Linked DNA regions of Mus musculus: region 1 is linked to region 2. A link is a contact called in public HiChIP or PLAC-seq data. All regions are on one chromosome and are shown on one strand. The core of a region is the stretch at or near the end of the contact, and the rest is flanking DNA. Distances in the headings are between cores, read along the strand shown. Region 1 has its middle 17 kb from the start of Fjx1. Region 2 overlaps Prr5l (proline rich 5 like).

Region 1 (3,657 bases), core at 225-2,724, 680 kb before region 2:
TCCCATGTGTGTAACACCATTGTGAGGTCTCCTGAATGCAAACCCAGGACACAAACACAATCAGCTCTGAGCTGAGCCATTGTGCTCTGGCTGGGATCCTGCACTACCTCTCTACCTCTACCTACAGCAGGTGTACAGGGAAGGTGGAGTAGTAAAAATGTCTGGTCTTGCTTACATAGTTTGCATCCTGCCAAGTACCCCACTAGGAAGACCTAAGTGGCAGATACAAGATTTATCCCTATTTTATAGTTTAGAAAACTGAAGGAGGAAGAAAATAAGAAACTGTTCATAGATTAAAACGTGGAAGTTGGAGTGCTATAATTTGAATCCTGGTAATTGACTCCAGAGGTGACTCACTTAATCATGACACTGTGCTGATGGGCAGAATCAGATTAGAAAAGGCTTCTGGCTTCCAGCATGTGGGAGGTAGAATCAGACTCAAACACCTTGACAGAAATGACACTGCCAGTTGTTCTCAGGAAAATTCAACACAGATGTGTTCTAATTGAGTGTGCATTTTACATTCTGTACATACACTCTGATTATTTATATCTATCTCACCTGATATTTTAACAAATGAAAGTAGCATAAAACAGTAGTATCTAATAATTATAGAGTGTATACTGTGTATCATACATTAATATTTAAATATGGTGGGGGGTGTCTCACTTTGTAGATCCAAATGACTTCATGCCCCCAAACTCCTGATCCTCCTGCCTCAGACTCCAAGTGTTAAATTTACAAGTGTATACCAGCTGAATAAGATTCCATTGTGTCTACATGCCAGATTTTCTGTATCTACCCATCCATCGGTGGATCTCTACACTGGCTCCACATCTTGGCTATTTTGAATAATATATCCATCACTGTGGTATACAAATCTAGATAAGGGCACATGGAAAACAGTCACAACAAGATTAAGTAATTTGCTTCCCTATTCCATACTTTATTAGTATAGAGACAAACTCCAGCCCATTTGCTGCCAAACCCTGGGATCTCTACATCACCCTCAGTGACGACTGCCTTTAAATAGGCCTCCCATTACTGCAGCCAAAAGTGATTTTCCTAGAAAGCTCTGCCTGAGCATCTTGAAGATGGTTTTGCCAAGTGACCACTGAACAGCTGCCATTGCACAGGTCCAAGGACTCTTTGCTAACTTTCTCCCATTGGCTTGGGGGGTCTCCTGGGTTAGCACTTTTCTCTGAACAGCCTGTCTCTGTTAAGATCAGCAACAGGTTCAAAGTAACCTCAGAAGAATGAGTTCAGTGTCTGAAGAGTTGTTCTTTCTGATCTTCAACATCCCTCTGAAGACCAAGCTGAACAGGAAGCCCAATCATCCGTGTGTAGGAGTCCCCTTGTCTGGAAGGCAAAAGCCAACTTTTGCTGGCACACACACACATACATAGGTGACCCAACTTGACTGCCTTGACAGGTGTGATATGGATGAGGTGTTCTTGTTATTGGCGATAATGAGACTTTTCAGTGTCTGTCAGTATGGAACAATTGATGTCATCAAGTGACTGGCAGCTCCTGGCTAAGTTGCTGTTCAGAGGCAGGGCTGTTGAAACATCAAACACTTTGAAGGAGTTGCTGAGGCTGGATCCAGAAGGGTTAACAGACTCCAGTGTGCCTGCCTTAGCTCTTCCATCAGAGAAAGGAGGAGGTGGGCTGGGGGTGGGATAAGTGTCACAGTCAGACACATATCTATAGCAAAACAGTTTTAAACCATAATGCTGCCTGTTCTGGGATTATTTTCTCCTGCTCTGGCAATCTGTCACCTGTAACTAGGAGGAGAGGAGAGGAGAGGAGAGGAGAGGTAGGCGTCAGAGAGCCCAAATGAGTGAGTAACATACTCCTGGTTTTGTGGTGCTGCCTTCTAGGTCCTTGACCTAATTAGACAGAGCAGTCTAGCAAGAATGCCTGAGAATCCCCACAGGGTGCATTTCAATATCACTTCTAGTCCAAATAGAGTATACAAAAGGAACCTGGACTCATAAAGATTAAACAAAATGTCAAAACATAGAATTGCTATAATAATCTGCAATCTCACATCTAGATATGAATCCAAAAAGATTGCGTATGAGCCAGAACTTGAGCAGATGTTTGTACACTGGTTCCATAGCAGTGCTATTCATAACTGCCAAAGGGTGGAAGCATCCAAAGAGCCCACAGTAGAAGAAAGAAGAGCATGATATGACATGTCTGCACCACACAGGATACCATTCAGCCTAAGGGCAGGATGGCTCATGCTTAGGCAGCATGTGGCACATGTTACAGCATGTGCAAACAGTGGAGGCATCCAAGCATAAGATGACAGATAAAAGCAAGGTGTGGTGCCACATCACTATGATCCTAGCACTTGGATAGATAATGGAGTAAAATGGAGAGTCCATTATTAGCCTGGGTTACCTAGTGAGTTCCAGGCTAACCAGGGCTACAAAGGGATAAGCTGTCTCAAAAGAACAGAACATAAAAACACAAATCTAGGTTGAGAGTCCTTTGTGTGAAATTCTGTAACCAGCATGCTTTATTTTTGATTTGAGAAAAATATTTTTAGATGAATAGATTATTGATTTATAAGTAGTTTGATGATAGATAGATAGATAGATAGATAGATAGATAGATAGATAGATATTGGGGATGAAACTTAGTATATAAAACTGAAATTCATTTCTGTTTCCTATACACATAGTATAGAGATAGCTTTATACAATTATTTTCATAATTTTGAGCATAAAATGAAGTTTCTTGGTGTAAAACTTTCCATTTGTGGCATCACGATGGTACTCAGAAAGTTTCAGTCTTTAAAACAGTTTAGATGCTAGATTTTTTTGGATTAAAGATGTTCAGCCCATATTCCATCCTCCCATTTATAGGAGATAAGTAGATTAGTTGGGCTTACAGAGACAAAAAGTATAAAATTGGTGGTGACCAGGGAAAGGAGAGATATCACTTGATGGTCACAGGGTTGCCATTTGGGATATTGATAAAGTTTTGAAGACAGCCACCACTGCTGATTATACAACAGTGTGTATGTACATAAGGCCATTGCACTCAATATACTTCCCAAGTGTATATTTTACAACATTAAATAAAAAGACCTAGAAGGCTCAGTGACTAAGATCACTGGCAGTTCCTCTAGAGGACCCAGGTTCCCATCACCACATGGCAGTTCACAACTGTTCTAGGGATGAGAGACTATCACGCATACAAGCATGCAGTCAAATTACAATGTCTATTTTTTAAAAAGTAAAACAAAACAAAAGAGCTAGCATAGTGTCTATACCTGAGTCCCTCCAAAGAGTAAGCCAGCGCGGGTAGCATCATCTATTCCATGTCCTACTGATCTTAGCTAACTGTGCACATTTGACTCTCCTTGCTCTTCAAGGAAATATCATCAGCTTGCTTTGACAGAAAAGGAAATTCAACTTCAGAGAGGTAGAGTAAGTTGGCCAGATTCCAACACGGTAGTAGAGGGAAGATCTAAAACCTGGTCTGTCATCAAATGTGGTGTGATTTACATACGCCCGAAAGCTGAACGCGCATCACCTTCTCAGGGTATTTATACAACAGTCGGATGAAACCATGCTGACCTCCTTCCCAAAATCTGGAAGACTTGAGCTCAGAAATATGTTACAGGAAGACGACTTATAAAAT
Region 2 (3,400 bases), core at 49-2,548:
GCCTCCTGGTCTGTTCTGTTGACAGCAGGATTGGTATGATAGGCAGACTTCCCTCCTGCCTATGCATTGTTGTGGGGCTAAGAAATCCAAAGTCCCAGGTGTGTGTGTGTGGGGGGGGGGGGGGTGTCTGTCTGTCTGCTCCCCTGTGTGTGTGTGTGTGTGTGTGTGTGTGTGTGTGTGTGTGCCTGCAAAGGACAGTTTCTAAGTCATAGACATAAGCTGCTTCGTTACCTCTGAGCAGGGGGGATTTGGGTGTTGATGGTGAGTAGCCGGCTATGTGACCCTCCCTCCCATGACGTCAGCTCCCGGTTCTCACTCATTTGCTAGGTGGGTCTGGGCAAGCTGCTTTATTTCTGTCTGGCTCAGTTTTCTTGTTTGTAAGATGAGGACAAAAATATAGTTTACCCTATTATGTGGTTTACATGAAATAACAGCGGTGGAGAACTCAATGCTAGTTGTAGCATGTAACATAACATAGCATGAAACATGGCAACATAACATGGTGGTCATGATCATGGACCTTGCTACAGGCTACCCAGGTTCAGGAACCAGCACGGCCATTTACTGAGTGTGTTGCTGGGAGCAAGTTGCCATTTCTGTCTCTTTCAGTTTCCTCTTCTACAAAACCAGGACCTAACCTTTAGGACCTACCCATATAGGGTTACTGTAGGGACTAAATACATTTTTATTTACAAAGCCTTACGGGCTAGCACAATAAGAGAGTAAGTGTTTGTTAAATTTATCCTGGTTCTTATTTCTTATGCTGAGGCACAACCCCATCCATTCGAATGGGAAAGGAAGGTTAAAAACACATAGGCTTTTGGTGGTAGTTTGTTTTGTGTTATTTTGTGTCCAAGTAGAGCTCAATTTTAAAACTGTTTGGAGAGATTTTTGCAGTTAGAAAGTGGGACATCATTTTGTTTATTGACTCAGTATCAGGAAGTGATCAACTCTTATGTCCACTATTAAAGGATGACAGATGTCAGTCAGCTAAACGCAAGCTCATATTCACGTGTGTATGTGCAGGTGTGTGCACTCTTGCATATACATGCATAGTCTGAGAGAGAGAGAGAGAGAGAGAGAGAGAGAGAGAGAGAGAGAGAGGGAGAGGGAGAGGGAGAGGGAGAGGGAGAGGGAGAGGGAGAGGGAGAGAGAAAGAGAGAGAGAGACAGTAACCCTAAATCTAGTTAGATCAAGACCCAGTGGAAACCTGAAATTCAGTCAGGTTACCCGGCTAGGGGGAGGAAGGGAGGGATGAAGTCTCAGAATGTGATAGTGAGTCCTAACTGTGAGTCATCTTATTTGCCCTTCACTCAAAGGCCAGCCTCTACCTTACTCTGCTCCCCTGTGGTCTCTATTGATTGGTTTGAAGGCAGGCTACTGAAAATAGTTTTGTTTTGTTTTGTTTTTTTTCTTCTTCTTCATAAGTCCTGAAGAAAGGAGCCTGCCGGGCTAGGCTGCCTTCTGCCTTGACATTTGAAAGAGATGGGGTCCCTGTGGTTTCAGTCAAGTTTTAAATGCCAGCTGTTGTTTGGCCTTGGGGGTTACCCCTAGGCCGGTAGGAAGGGTGTGTCTGGTGGGGACTTGTGCACATGGGAAGCCCTGAGGTTTTGGGAGGTGGCTAATACTGCTTACAAAGATGCCAGAGACTTCAAAACTAACAACCACATGCCATTTCCTACCAGGAACCTAACCGGAGAAGGTGCTTGGTGAACCCCACGTCTTTTTCTCAGCGTGTGGTGTGGGGAATGCTTTTTCAGAACTTTGAATGCGGGGGTTTTTCTTATTTAGGGTGCTAAACTGGAAAAAGACTCGTCTAGACACACTTATAATGCAGTTGTTTTTAAGTTGTGGGTGTTTGTTTCCAGCCCCACCCCTCCCCCCAATGTTTCTAAGCATTTACTTTCCTTCCATTTACCTCTGTCAACGGTTTAGAGTTGTCAACAATACATATCAGAAGTGACATTTAGGAACCTAAATGTGGCAGTGAATATCATCAGAGGTGGGCTTAGAAAATGTTTGCTTTATCCCTTATTGTCATGCCAGAGAAAGTCTATGCCATCTTCTCCAGGACTTGGCAGCCTCCTTAGTTAAGGAAAAGGGAGCTAACCTTGAACTTGGCAGTTTTAGCTAGGGATAGGTGACTGTCAGTATTTGTTTGCTGTTAGTTAATTTCTGAGCGAGTTTTCCACTTGTGGTAAGGGGTGCTGCTACCGGTTTCTTTTAGCACGCAGTGACAATTTTGACAAACAGCTTAAAGAAAAAAAAATGTTCATAAAGGATAACAATGCAGGTGTTCCTGCCTGTGGCCACCGTGGTGAAGGTAGTTCAGGAGACATTCAAGTGGGAAGACTGGGGCTGGGTACCGCTGAGGTTTTCAAATCTGCACAAGAAATCTCCACACAGCAAGGAGTCCCTGGGATCTGGGAAGCTTCACAACAGTTCAGGGGCAAAGCCCCAAGAGGCTCAAACAAAGGATCTGGAGCAAAGCAGGGGGGGGGGTGGCGGGCGGGAGGGCGAGCCTTCAGGAGCCGAGCCCTAGGACAATCAGGAAAGTCCCTCAACCCCCGGTTGTTTCAGAAGAATGTAAACAAGCTCCCTCAATGTGAGGTCTGCACGATGCCCCCCCCCCCCCACCTCAGCGTGAGGTCTGCACGACCTTCCCCCCCAACCTGCTTTTGAAAGTTGGCTTTGCCCTTTTGTGGGACCCTCCTCTCCCGGTGAGAGCTTGGCACTTGCAGAGTCATAGCCAGAGCTCTTCCTGTCTGGGTCTCTACCTTAGAGCAAGTGAGCATTTTTATTTTACAATTTTAAAGAAAGAACATCCACAGTGAAGAATAATGAAAATGACCTGGGGTGAGGGCAGAGACAGCAGGTAAAAAAAAATTCGGCTTATCTCTGCTCTGCACACAGAGAAGACAGCCTGTTTGGGCTGCAGGAACCTGAATAGATTTCTGAGAGACAGTGGCCAGAAAAATTTCTGACATTTCCAGTTTTGACTCTCCCCCCCCCCCCCCCCGTCTGTTTTGAATTGTGCCTGAGAGGAAAATTGAGGTTTCGGAGTAGAACTCTATCCCAGGGACTGCCTGGAGGGATAATTGGTTCTCTGGCGTGTTTGAAAATGGATATTATAAAATGATCTGCATTTTTGGATTCCTTAGTAAGGTATCTCTGTGGTTCAATGTATGGGGGAGCAGGGTGACAAATACCTCCATTTCTCAGTTCTGCATCTGTGGGTTGCTCTGTTTGCTACAAGTCTCGCCCCAAGCTCAGAAAGTCCCATTTCTTTTGGATTGCTTCATAGAGAAACTAAAGTCAAGGGCTCTGAGCAAGGGACTGTTAGGGGAGCAGCAGGCACGGACAAAGCAGTTGTCAATAGGTCATAGATGCCTGGCTGTGT

What was found. HiChIP or PLAC-seq counts read pairs in DNA pulled down with a chosen protein or histone mark.
Region 1: a contact with region 2 is called in an H3K27ac HiChIP or PLAC-seq map of regulatory T cell precursor, with 4 times the contacts expected there. The contact joins two enhancer-like sites. A contact is called at or near these places in 3 of 115 datasets of contacts at active chromatin or transcription factors (embryonic basal ganglia, embryonic midbrain and regulatory T cell precursor).

The regions. Positions count from the first base shown.
Region 1 is chr2:102,432,643-102,436,299 of GRCm38.p6, reverse strand. No RefSeq gene overlaps it. Among named protein-coding and RNA genes, the nearest start is that of Fjx1, 17 kb to the left of the region's middle. Within about 2 kb of position 1,474, at least 18 of the 459 cell types and tissues checked have an H3K27ac peak or open chromatin away from gene starts, as enhancers often do. A contact at or near this core is called in regulatory T cell precursor, where this site is marked.
Region 2 is chr2:101,754,474-101,757,873 of GRCm38.p6, reverse strand. The region is part of intron 4 of Prr5l (proline rich 5 like); the gene reads left to right. Among named protein-coding and RNA genes, the nearest start is that of Prr5l, 42 kb to the left of the region's middle. Within about 2 kb of position 1,298, at least 88 of the 459 cell types and tissues checked have an H3K27ac peak or open chromatin away from gene starts, as enhancers often do. A contact at or near this core is called in regulatory T cell precursor, where this site is marked.